Regions from separate parts of the Oryctolagus cuniculus genome. Here region 2 is linked to region 1. Evidence: chromatin contacts called from public Micro-C data. All regions are on one chromosome and are shown on one strand. Each heading gives the region's core, a stretch centred on a gene start, on an enhancer-like site or on the middle of the called end of the contact. The rest is flanking DNA. Distances are from core to core; before and after follow the strand shown. Region 1 overlaps LOC138843859 (a long non-coding RNA gene). Region 2 holds the start of TNFRSF1A (TNF receptor superfamily member 1A).

Evidence for each region. A called contact is a pair of places that touch in the nucleus more often than the background predicts.
Region 2: a Micro-C map of ear pinna shows a contact between it and region 1, with 2.2 times the contacts expected there. The contact joins the promoter of TNFRSF1A here to the enhancer-like site in region 1. A contact is called at or near these places in 2 of 6 Hi-C or Micro-C datasets (ear pinna and psoas muscle).

Annotation. Positions count from the first base shown.
Region 1 is chr9:103,064,499-103,070,901 of mOryCun1.1, reverse strand. LOC138843859 (a long non-coding RNA gene) reads right to left here. Exons shown (of 5, transcript XR_011378980.1): 2 at 2,455-2,593; 3 at 1-747. Among named protein-coding and RNA genes, the nearest start is that of CD27, 24 kb to the right of the region's middle. Within about 2 kb of position 2,976, at least 1 of the 8 cell types and tissues checked has an H3K27ac peak or open chromatin away from gene starts, as enhancers often do. A contact at or near this core is called in ear pinna, where this site is marked.
Region 2 is chr9:103,132,430-103,138,832 of mOryCun1.1, reverse strand. It overlaps TNFRSF1A (TNF receptor superfamily member 1A), which reads right to left and starts at 4,171. Exons shown (of 10, transcript XM_002712835.5): 1 at 3,808-4,171. The coding sequence starts at 3,846.

The sequences.
Region 1 (6,403 bases), core at 1,727-4,226:
TGGTTCACTGCCCAAATGGCCACAGTGGCAGGAGCTGGGCCCATCTGAAGCCAGGAGCCAGGAGCTTCTTCCAGGTCTCCCATGCAGGTGCAGGGGCCCAAGGACTGGAGCCATCTTCCACTGTTTTCCCAGGCCATAGTAAACAGAGCTGGATCGGAAGTGGAGCAGCTGGGACTCAAACCGGCACCCATGTGGGATGCCGGCACTGCAGGAGGAGGATTTACCCTCTACGCCACAGCACCAGCCCCTCAAGTTTCTACCAACTCTAAAATTCTCTTTCCCAATGTGCATTACGTAAATATTTATTAAGCAAATGTGTAATACCCAGCCAAAAGAAAAATCCTTTTATAGATGTGTCTTAAAGGGACATAGATCAATTTGTTTATGGTTTCTCTGAGAAGCAGGCCAGGCGCTGAGTTTTTGGAATCTCTTAAATGTTTTTCTCTGACTCTGGAAACTTTCAGAGATATTTCGGACATCTGGGATGAGCCAGAAGTAAGAGCCTAAGAACTGCTGTAGGCAAGGCTGCCGCAGAGTGGCTGCCTTTTGTCTCATTCAGACACGTCGGCTTGGACAACTTGAAGAAGATCCCTCCTGAGGTTCTCTTGTTTGTGTTCCTGAGATCTGTTCACCAAAGGCACAAGGCATTGTTGCTTCTCTGGGCAGAAGAAAGTTGACCCCGTGTCCTTCCTCTCTCGAGCTTGTCTTAAGTACATGTCGTCCATTTCCTTGGAAGGCGCCAAGTTTCTGAGAAGCAAATGGAAACGGATCTACAGTAGACGATTTTACAAACCAGGTGGATCCCAGTCCCGAGTCTACTAAATTCTTAAATTCTCTTCATAACATAGTATGCCCGTGCATTTCCGAAAGGAAGATCCACATCTTTTTAAGATTCTCCAAGATCCCCGTTTCTCTTCCCAAAAAGCTAAGTAAGAACCACTGGGCTAGAGTTTGGGCCAAAATAGGCCAGAAAATCCAAGAGCTTTAAAGATTACATAACACTCTGGTGCATTCTTTAGGGTTCTGTTAAAGACAGATGACTCAACAGCCACAGATAGACTTTGGGACTGAGCCCCTCTGCCCACATCAGCGGCCCCCTAATCCCTGGGATTTGCTATGCGGACACAGGAAAACCCTCCTGGGGTGGGGGGGTGGGGGGTGGAGACGCTGGATAGCAGAAACCCGGTGCTGAGATGTTGAAACCCTCTGAGGAGCACATCACTATTCCACCACAAGGGGGCACCCGAGGCCCAAGCAGGGGGGACAGGAGCCTCCCGCCTCTGCTCAAACAAACCCAGGCCTAGCAAGCAGAGGGCTCCTTGGGCAGTGAGCCCCAGCTGGGGGCGTCCTCCTTATGCCGCCGGCCCACAAGGCCCTCCTCCCCACCCTGCTGGAGCACAGAGGCTGTCCATGGCTGCTGCTGACGCCCGTCCCTTCCCTAGAGGAGCGCGTGGACCCCCTTCTCCCTAGGGAGTATCTCAGCTGTGGCTGAGCAAAGTAGGCACCTCTGCTCTGCACCTCCCGGCCTTACCCCTGAGCATTACAGGGCCCTGCCCAGCGCTCAGCATCGCTAGCCTAGCTGCAGCATTGTGAGCAGAGTCCTGCAGACGCCCGCCGATGTCACTGCAGTATCTACAGAGCTGGGATCCACAGGGCCAGAGGCTAAGGAAAGCAGGCAGTGGCCAGGGGGGCAAAGGGAAGCACTGCCAAGAGTGGCTGCAGCATGGGCGGGGACTCCAGACTTCCAGGTACTCTCATGAGGGTGCAGTTTGGACCAGAAAGTAAGTTGTAAATCTAAACCCATCGGAAGGGTATGGGCTTATTTGGGGAGGGGGAAAGGGCATATAGGGACTTACAGAAAATCAGAAATAGTTAAATTTGCAAAGCAGCTTAAATCATTGCAGGCCAGGTGGCCATTTGGAGCAGCAGCTAAGACGCCACTTGAGACACCCCCATCCCACGTCAGAGTGCTTGGGTTCAAGTCCAATGCCAGCTTCCTGCTAATGCACATCCTGGGAGGCGGCAGGTGGTAACTCCAGTCCTTGGGTCCCTGTCACCCACGTGGGAGACCCAGATGGAGTGCCCGGCTCCTGGCTTCTGCCTGACCCAGCCCCAGTTGTCGCAGGCATTTAGAGAATGAACTAGCAGATGGAGGATACCTCTATCTTTTTTTCTTTCTCTCTCTTTCTCTCAAATAAATAAATAAAATAAAATTTTTAAATAAAATAAAACTTTAAGGGGCCAGCGTTGTGGTACAGTGGGTTAAGCTGCCACCTGCGACACCGGCATCCCCTACGAATGCCCAGTCCCGGCTACTCTGCGTCCAGTCCATCTCTCTGCTAATGCACCAGGCACCCGGGAAAGCAGCAAAAAATAGCCCCAGTTGGCAGGCATTGCAGGCAGCAGCTTTACCCAATAATGCCACAATGCCGGCCCTGACAGGTGTCCTTTTACCTGCAGATAGGTTTGGAATTGATGAGGCAGCTTTGTACCAGCTTTGCATCTGAGATGACAGCCTTGTTCTTGGAAATTCTTCCCTGGGTTAGAGGTATGTGTTCTAGGTTAGGGTACTGTGTTCAGGAGACGTGTGCAACTGAAAAGGTAGAAAAGCAGGACTGAATCGGCAGGCGCTGTGCTGTGAAGGGCAGCAGGGGGTGCCAGGTGCGGCAGCAGCTCACACGCATGGCCGTGACCTTCCGGGCGCCGTTGTCTGCCTGGGTAGCAGCCAGGCCTGCAGGGCCTCCCGCCCTGTTGCCTCCCCTCCTTCACTTTCGGCAGTTCCTGGGCCAGGCGAGTGTGCAGCGCCTCGGCACTGAGGGCTGGGTCCTTCTGCACGTGGCTGATGTCATCAGGGCTGGAGGCGGAGACAGATTCCAGTGGGTGCTCACTCTTCCTCCGCGCCACACACACACACACCCCTGCACAGGCAACAGCCTTCCCGGGGCTCCCTCCCCGGCGTAAGGTCTAAGCTTGAAAATAGCAGCTCTGGGGCAGGCATCTGGCAGCACGGTGGAGCAGTCAATCAGGCCGCCTGCAGCCCACAGGGAGTGCCTGGCTCCTGCTTCTCGCTCCAGCCTCATGCTGGTGTGCACCCTCAGGAGCAGCCGTGACGGCTCAAATAGCTGGGTGCCTGCCACCTACGGGGGAGACCTGGGCAGGGTTTCAGCTCCTGGCTTCAGTCCTCACCCCACCTCTGGCTGTCGGGGGCATTTGAGGAGTAAATGAGCAGACAGATGATCTCTCTCTCTCTTTTTCTCTCTCATAAATAAATAATTTTTTACAGACTTATTTTTAGGAAGGGAGGGAGACAGGGAAATATTCTTATGTTCTTACAATTGTATCTGAAATACGTGAAATCTTTTCTCTTTATATTAATTAAAATTTTTTTAGAATTTATTTTTATGCATTTGAAAGGCAGAGTTACAGAAAGAGGAGAGACAGAGATCTTACTGGATCGGAAGCAACTGGGACTAGAACCTGCACTCATATGTGATGCTTAGCATTGCAGGCAGCAGCCCAATGCACTGTACCACAATGCAGGCCCTAATAAATAATTTTTTAAATAATAAAAAGGGGCCAGTGTTGTGGCGTGGACAGTAAAGCTGCTGCATCCCATATGGGTGCCAGTTCATGTCCCAGGTGCTCCACTTCCATTCCAGCTCTCTGCTATGGCCTGGGAAAGCAGCAGAAGATGGCCCAAGTGCTTAGACCCCTGCACCCATGTGAGAGGTCCGGATGAAGCTCCTGGCTCCTGGCTTCGTCCTGGCCCAGTTCTGGCCGTTGAGGCCATTTGGGGAGTGAACCAGAGGGTGAAAGACCTCTCTCTCTCTCTCTCTCTCTCTATCTCTATCTCTATCTCTCTCTCTCCTTCTCTGTAACTCTTTCAAATAAATAAATCTTTAAATAATAATAATATGTTCCTATTCCACATCACTCATTTTGGTTATACGTCTGTGGTCAAACCTTAACTTAAAAGAGTCAAAGCTGGGGCCAGTGTCACGGCAGAGCAGGCTAAGCTGCAGTTTGCAAAACTGGTATCTCAGGTGGGCGCTGATTCCAGTCCTGGCTGCTCCACTTCCAATCCAGCTCCCTGCTAATGTACCTGGGAAAGCAGCAGAAGGTGGTCCATGTGGGAGACCTGATGGAAGTCCAGGCTCCTGACCTTGGCCTGGCCCAGCCCCAGTCATTGCAACCATTTGGTTGTTGATCCAGCAGGTAGAAGATCCTCTCTCTCTCTCTCTGCCCTTCAAATAAATAAATACATCTTTTTTTTTTTTTTAAAGAGAAAATCAAAGTGATGAAGCAAATCAAACTCCTGCTAATTTTCAAATAGCTTTGTCACTGGGATTATCTGTGTGTATTTATTACTTAAAGTTTTTGTGATACCTAAAAGAACTTGACATAGTAGAATTATAGATTAGCCTCATTATTCTATTTAAAATGTATGATTGAAAAAATAAGAGAATACATATGGTTGATTTTCAGCTAATGATTCTAAGTTGAAGGGTGCGAAAGATGTTCACTGTTAACAGAATTATAATGTTTGAGGGAATTTAAGATCTACTTTATATAAACATTTATCAGGCTTACTAAGAGTGTTTAAGTATTTAGGAAGGTTTTTCCTATTAATCAGAAGTCTGCCTAGTCACACATCTAACTAAAAAGAAAATCAAATGCATTAAATTCAGATAAGTAGTTTAAAATATTTAAGGGAATTCAGTGAACTATGTTTTATGTTTTTTATTTATTTATTTTTAGGATTTTTTTAAAGATTTATTTATTTATTTGAAAGGTAGAGTTACAGAGAGGCAGAGAGAGAAAGGTCTTCTATCCGCTAGTTCACTCCCCAATTGGCCGCAATGGCCAGCACTGCGCAGATCCAAAGCCAGGAACCAGGAGATTCTTCCAGGTTTCCTATTTGGGTACAGGGTCCAAAGGACTTGGGCCATCTTCTACTGCTTTCCCAGGCCATAGCCACAGCCGGCCCCTGTTTTATGTTTTTTTTTGTTTGTTTGTTTGTTTGTTTGTTTGTTTTAAAGATGGAATACTTTATTCTCTGAAAGGCGTCATGAAAGAGAGAGGAGAGACCGAAAGAGGTCTTCCATCGCTGGTTCACTCCCCAGACGGCCGCAACAGTCGAGTCGGGCCAGGTAGAAACCAAGAGTTAGGAGCTCCAGCCGGGCTCCCTGCCGTGAATGGCTGGGGCCCAAGCACCTGGTCCCCGGAAGCTGGATCAGAAGCAGAGCAGCCAGGACCAGCACCAGCGCCAGCGTTGCAAGTGACTTAACCCCCCGGGCCACAATACCGACACCCAGGGGGCTATATTTATAATAGAATGGATTGTTGATGGGATTCTGATTATTCTACTTGAGTTCGTCAAACTTTACTTTTAAAAAGTGGAGAAGATTGTCTTTGTTCTAATACATTCTAAACAATACAACAAAATCTGTAGATTGAAGCTAAAAAAAAAAAAGCAAAAGAGTAAGATTTTTCATATTTTATTACATTCAGAATAGAACCACAAAATTTAAAATTTGACCTTAAAATGAGCAGCGCTAAATTTTAAAACTGGCTACTTTAATAAGCTAACATTTGTTTAAAATTCCAGCAACTCGGTACAGACTGCATTTCTGTGCCCGTAACTAGCAGAACACAGAGACCGGCAACTCTCTGAGCACGGCAGCTGTCCTGTTGCTCTGCGGCTGGGATGCTGCTTGGGACGCCCACGTGACGTATCAGAGCGCCTGGGCTCCACTTCCCATCCCAGCTTCTGGGACTGAGTTCCAGGCTCTTGGCTTCAGCCTGGCCCGGCTCCAGCTGTTGCAGGCATTTGGAATGAAGCAGCAGATGGCTTTGTCTATCTTCATCTCTGTCTCCCAGCCTTTCAAATAATTTTTTTTAATTAATAAAAAGAAAATGTAATGGAGTCTTCTGGAGCCCAGAAGTGTCCACGCCGCCCCTCCCAAAGCACCCATTGGTTACTCTGAGTGCTAATAAAGGTGAGGCTTATCCCATATGCCCCCTCCTACTGAATGTCTTCTCCCTTTCCCTGCCACTCTGAGCTCCGTTCCACTGCAGGAATCCATGCTGTCACAGTGCCCTAGGCCCGGGGCGAGGAGGAGAGGCGCTGGAGCTGGGGTCCATCATCCCCAGTGAAGGGTCACTGGCGCCTGCTCCACATCCAGCCCGTGCAGGGTGTGCACTCGCGTTCCTGGATGGGACAGCTCTCATCTGCTCTAGGAGGTAACCTCAGACTCTCAGGGGTTCAGCCACTGGTCCAGCTAGCGAGAATACAAAGAGGGATGATCCTGGACACAATGCAGGTGGCACAGGTTCACCCTCAATAGTCCTCCACTTTCTGATCCATCCTGAGCCCCTCTCCCCCTGCAGCGTCCTCTGACCC
Region 2 (6,403 bases), core at 2,922-5,421, 67 kb before region 1:
TGACCTGTGCTCTCCTGCTGAACCCAGCCCAACGAGGCGGTGCAGAGGCAGCACCCCCCCCCCCCCAGGAACGCATGCATCTCTCTGGGCTGGGGTGGGAGCGGTTCAGACTAGCCCCCACCTCCCCACAAACCTGCACCCAGGTGAATGAGGATGGGCCACAGGTTCCCTTCACTGACGCGTGAATGAGGCACGTGCAAATGATACCCAGGCAGAAAAGAGTTTGCAAGCCTCATTCTGGCCTGTCCCGTATGCATGTCCACTTGGCTATGCCCCTGCCCTCCTGCCTCACTCTCACCTATGTCACCGTCTCACAAATGTCACCCTGCCAACGCCAAGGCCTCAGACACAGCTCTCATCTCGGGATCCTGTCCCTAACCCTGCTGCCACCCTACCTGTCCATTCACCTCTCTGCTCCTTCCTCTGCGGGCTCTCTAGGCCTGCCACGTCCCCTGGATGGCTGCAGCCGTCTTCCAGGTGACTGCCAGGCCGGCCTCTTTCCCGCTCCCATCCAGCCCACGCACTTTCTTATCTGCACGCAGGCTTCAACTTGCACTGGCTGCTGTGTGAATTCGCCTCTCCATCTCCAGAGCCTGACTTAAACATCGCTTCTAGGGGACTGCTGCTTCCCAGGGACGCCTCACTTCTGTTCCGAACACAGCCCAGGCACACGGTGCGCCCCATGAGAACAGGGCCTGAATGAATGAATTCCTCACCCTGAGCCCATGTTCAAGGCTATTGTTCATTCCATTTCTCCCTCACTCCTGCCACATGGCAGCTCCAAACCCACCTTTCTACAAGGTTTTTGTTCTTTACTGTATTCAACGAACAGGTAAGGGGCACAGGCTATGTGCCAGGTTCCCAAGGGGTGCTGGGGCTACTTAGACGGATGACACCGGCTCCTGCTCTTAAAGGGCTCTCGCTGGGCCAAAGACAGCCAAGGCTGGATCCCGGGAGTGCTCTGTCGCAGGCAGGACCCCTCAGCCAGCCTGGGGTAGCTCCTGCATTTCCCGAAGGTGAGATCTGCCCGCCAAGAAAGATTAGCAAACGGGGGCTTGGAGGCACGTCCCCCCAAGCCTTCCACCTCCCATCTGTGCTCTAGGACATCACAACGCATCTGTGGGTATTTTCCTCCAGACTGGTCTGAAATTTTTTTTTTCTGTAAACTGTCTTGGCTCCTAGGCTGGAGGCTCGTGGGGAGCAGTGAAGTCCTGCTGGCTTTGCCACCCCTGTCTTGTATTCACTCCTTTGTGGCCCCACTCACAGGGACACTGCCCGCAGCCATGAATTCTGTGCTGCCCACTGCATGCGGACAACCTGAGAAGTTCACGGGCAGCCTTACGTGTCTGTCTGTCCTGTTCCCTGGTCAGCGCCAGCCGAGGCTCTGTCCTGTGACGGTCATGGCCGCCCTGGGACAACAGCAGCCCAGGACCCAGCACCCTCCTGTTCAGTTACCTTGACTTTCTGTTTTCTAAACACAGGCGGCCACTGAGTACCTACTACTAACAGTGCATAGAAGCTGAACGCCTCTGGAGGGCTGTCTGCTGTGTCCCGTTCCACTAGGCCGTGAACTCCATGAGAACAGGAGTTTGTTCGCTGCTGCGATCTCTACGCAATAGTTAACAAATCGAAAACCACGAGGGGACGGCAGAGAAGTTCACAGAAAATGGAATTCAAAGTGAGTTTATTTTTAGTGAGATCCAGGCTTAGGCACAGTTTTCTCATCATTCGCATTTCCATGAACTTTTTGGAGACCCCTGCCCCTAACAAATATCAACCTGCTTCATCTCAGATCAGCGCTATGAAGCAGGGCCCAGGTGGTGCAGTTTGTACCTGCATGGAGGGTTTATAGAACCTGCTCAAGTTCACGCAGCTGTGATGGGGGCGAGCCAGGGGATGGATCCCCAAAGAGACAGCAGAGGTAAGACCGAGCCCTTCAGCTGGGCAGCTGGAGGGGAAGGCAGATCTGGAGAAGGCAGGGGAGGCAGGAGTGGAGAAGGAAGAGGAGAGCGACCAAGGGCGCTGCTTTGGGAACAGGGGTCCAGAAATGCGGACCACAGCAGAGAAGAGGGGTGGGGGGCCAGCAGGACAGACGAGGTTTCACAAAGGAGGCCCTGGACGGACATCTGGCGCAGAGGTTAAGACGCTGCAGGGGGCCAGCACTGTAGCTCAGTGGATCAGGCCACCACCCTCATATCAGAGCACAGGTTCGAGTCCTGTCTGCTCTGCTTCCAGGACAGCTCCCTGATGATGCTCCTGGGAAGGCAACACAAGACGGCCCAATTCTAGGGCCCCTGCCACCCACGTGGGAGACCCGGATGGAGTTTCTGGCTCTTGGCTTCAGCCTGGCCCAGTCCTGACTGTTGTGACCATTTGGGGAGTGAACCAGCGGATGGAAGATCTCTCTCTCTCTCTCTCTCTCTCTCTCTCTTTCTAACTCTGCCTTTCAAGTAAATAAATAAATGTTTTTAAAAAAAAAAAAAGAGGAAGAAAGGAAGAATAGAAGAAACTGCTTGAGATACAAGCATCCTCTATTAGAGCCTCCGGGTTCAAGTCGTGGCTCCACTTGGGATCCAGCTTCCTGTTAATACACACACCCTCTGGGAGGCAGCAGATGATGGCTCAAGTACTTAGGTCCCTGCTACCCACATGGGAGACCTGGATGCAATTCCTGACTTCTGGCTTTGGCCTGCCCCAGCCCTGGCTGTTGTGAGCATTTGGGGAATGAATCAATAGACGGAAGATCTCTGTCTTTAATCTCTTGTGCGCTCTCTCTCTCTCTCTCTCTGCCTTTCAAATAAATAAATAAACTTTAAAAAAAGGAAGCCCGGCAAGTCTGAGAAACCTCTGGAGAGACAGCGAGGAAAGGAAGGAATGGTGTTGAGACAAAGGTAAGGGAAGTGGACGCGGGCACTGGGTGGGCCGCAATTGGGCAGGGGCCAGAGAAACTGGTCCACACAGGCAGGGAAAGCCCACCCCATGAGGCAGGGCACAGGGCTTGAAGTATGGGCAAGAGGTGAGTTCCCGGCACTGAGGAAGAACGAGGAGTCAGTGAAACAAGGCTGAAGCTGGAGAAAGGAACATTTTCCAGTGACGAAAACAACTTTCTACCAACTTCCCCAAACCAAACTGTAGAAGAAAAAACCAAGGATTGGTGCTCAGGTCTGTGGGCTGCAGGACCCTGGCTAGGCACAGGTGGCAATGCTGGCATCCCCTGCGAGGGGTCAGTCCCGCGGGAGACTCCTACCACGCAGCCCACCCAGGGGTGGAAGGGGTACGAAAGTCCCCCAGTGGGGGAGGCCCAGCCAGGTAGCACCCCAAACCCACCCCACCCCCCTAGGCCCTCTCCTGGACTCCACTTCCCGGCTTCACCAGCCTTCCAAACTGTGGAAGTTTGCTCAGACAGCTTCTGTAGGCCAGCCGCACCCCGCACAGCCCCGCATGCCCAGGCCACTCAGCTGACCAGAGGGACAGAACTCCGGAGCCTCTGGACTGACCCGGAGAGCTCTGACCCCACTCTCCCACTCCTTTCCTTTCCCCGCCAAATCTTGCCCCGCCGCGGCCTGCCCACCACCTCCCCCGCCAACAGTCCGGCCGCCCCAGGCCCGCACCCTCCCCAGGCCTCCTTCACTTTCACCCCTCGCACACTCTCTCCCGCCCCAGCTCCAGGCCGGAGGGCTGGGGACATCAACCGGCAGGGGCTGGGCCGGGGCCGCGCGGGCCTGCGGCGACACCGAGCACACAGGAAAGCCTCGGCCCCTCGCCGAGGAGGGCCTGCCCCGCTCCCGCTTGGGTCCCTGGTCTCACCAGTGGCAGCAGCAGGCCAGGCACGGTGGGGAGGCCCATGTCCGGCCAGCTGGGGCCTCTCACTCCCCCATTGGGGCTCGGGCGCTGGCGGCGGCGGCGGCGGCGGCGGCGGCGGCTGGGGAGGAGCGGGTCAGTCCCGCTGGTCCCGAGGGCAGGCGAGGCGCGGGGAGGGGCTTTGGACTGGGAAATTGAGAGTGGAGACTCAGGATCGGAGACCACGGGCCGGGCCCCAGGGTTCTCGAACCCTAGGCCAGAACTGGAGCCCGAATCTGAAGAATTCAGAGAGATTACAGCCGAGAGGAGGGAGGAGGTGGGAGGAGAAGGCTGAGTGGCAGCAGGCGGTGTTGCAACCCAGCGACAGGAAGAGCCTGGGGAGGAGGCGGGAGGAGGGGTCGAAGGTTCTTTAACTCTTCCGACCCCAGGTAGAGGCAGTGCAGCCCTGGATCTGGCTGCTTTGTGTCCCCCTCAACCCACCGATCTGACCACTCCCAACCCAAACACCAGGTGCAGTGAGCCTGGGTCCCCCACCCCAGCACCAGCCTGACCCAATGGAACAGCAATGAAAAGACCCAGAGTCAAATGCATGGGCTTCCAGCCCAGCTGGGTGGCCTTCAGCCCATAAGTAGCCTGAGACTGTTCTCCAGTTTGCAAAATGGACATGAGCAGCCTCGTGGGCCCGCTACAAGGACTGATTGAAAGGGTCTGCTTCCTGATGCAGGGTGAGCACTCAGTGCGCCCTCATAACCTTCCCCTTGTCCCCAGAGTTCCAGCTCCCTCATCTCCCACTTTCTTGGGAATTTACCCAGCGTCAGTCTTAACCTTAGGTGTCTGCCCAGATCGGGTCCTGGCCTTCGGCCGCTCACTCGTCCAGTCTGAGCGTGGCTCTGTGGCTGACTGTGGGCCATCCATCCCCCAACCCCTCTCCTGAGTCAGGGCTGGCTCAATGTAGCGTTGTTTGTGCGCCTCCCTCCGAGGACACCACACCCAGGAGGATGCCTTGGAAATACAGGGGTCTCCAGGACGTTCAGTGCCCCCTTCCCAACTACTCTGATACATCAACCAGCCCCTGCCCTACAGAAAACTCTGCAACCCTTTGACTTTATAGAAGGGGAACAGAGGTCCAGAGTGCATGCTGTGCCAGGAGACAAAGCAGCCGAGAGAACCCAGGACTCCTGCCTCCTTGTCCCAGGTCCTCTTTGGCTCTGAGACACCCACTGCAGGGGCAGCTTGGAGGGCCAGGGAAAGGCCAGACGTTCCTGGAGGTGGGGGGGGGGGGGGCCACACAGGCCGCCCTGCCCACATCCAGGTCAGCTCCATGGGAACCGGCAGGGCTTGGATCAGATCCTCCCCACCAGCTTCCAGCTGAACCTGTCCACATCGGGGGCCCGGCCTGCCCAGAGCCAGAGTAGATAGGGTGAGGAGTCCTGGGGCGGTGGGGATGTGGGGGGCGGCCTGGGCCAGAGACTCCGTTTGTATGAGGCAGACTCCACCCCCTAACTCTGGTGTTTTACACCATTCCTAGTTGTGCAGAACTTCTCACCAGGGATTCCTACAAGAAATAGAACATCCACTCAGATGCTTTCGGGTGCCACGACCTTCCCTCGACTTAGCTCAGCCCTGGGCTTTGGTTGCTGAGGCTGCCGGACGTCCAGGGAGACAGAAGAGTGAGGTCCTCGGGCCTTGGACTTGGCATCACAGCTCTGAACCCCTTCTCCCCTCACCTGCCAGCTGACCTCCCACCCAGCCTGGAGGCCACCCTCCTGGGTCTTCCTGGGCTCCCCCTCTATGGTGCCAGGACAGAGCATCTGTGGATGAGAATGGAGCTTGGATGTCCCCACTGCTGACAGTCCACCCCATCCCCAAGCTCCTGGTCAAAGCTGAGCTCACAGAGCAAGCAGCTCACTGCCAACACACAGAAAGGCCCCAGGTGTGCTAGAGTGGGCCCAGGCAGAGTTTTAGAAGGAGCAGGGTCACTGGCACACAGTGCAGGCACTGGGGCTGGCATTGTATACAGTAGGTTAAACCCTGGTTGCAGCACTGCTGACACTGGCATCCCATATGGGAGAAACAGAAGGGGGCAGATTCGGGATGAAGAGTTGGCTTCGGGGTCCAGGAGTAAAGGCTGAAGAACAAAGTTTCAGGTAAGAGACTCCTCCCATCAAGTCTGTTTCTCTCTCTCTCTCTCTCTCTCTCTCTCTCTCTCTCTCTCACACACACACACACACACACACACTTAACCCAAGACCTGGACTGGACCCTGCACTGGACTCCTAGACCAGGTGACGTGGGTTCTAGCCCCAGTCCTGTGTGTGTCACCGGGAAATAGGGTGAGTCACAGGTGACCTGGGTTCCAGGCTCGTTCTGAAAGAATCACGAACCTGGACAAACCACTTCACCCTATAAACCTGAGACAGAAAACGAAGCAACGTAAGTCCTTTATTCCCTCGGACACTCGGATTCTAGCTCCTAGGAGGAGCTGGGGCAAGGGGTGGGGATAAGGAAACACGGCAGGGTCCACGCGCGCACAGGCACGGAGAAGCCCGGCCATGGGTGGAGATGCTGAGTGCAGTCATCCATAAGGGGCCCGGCTTGGTCT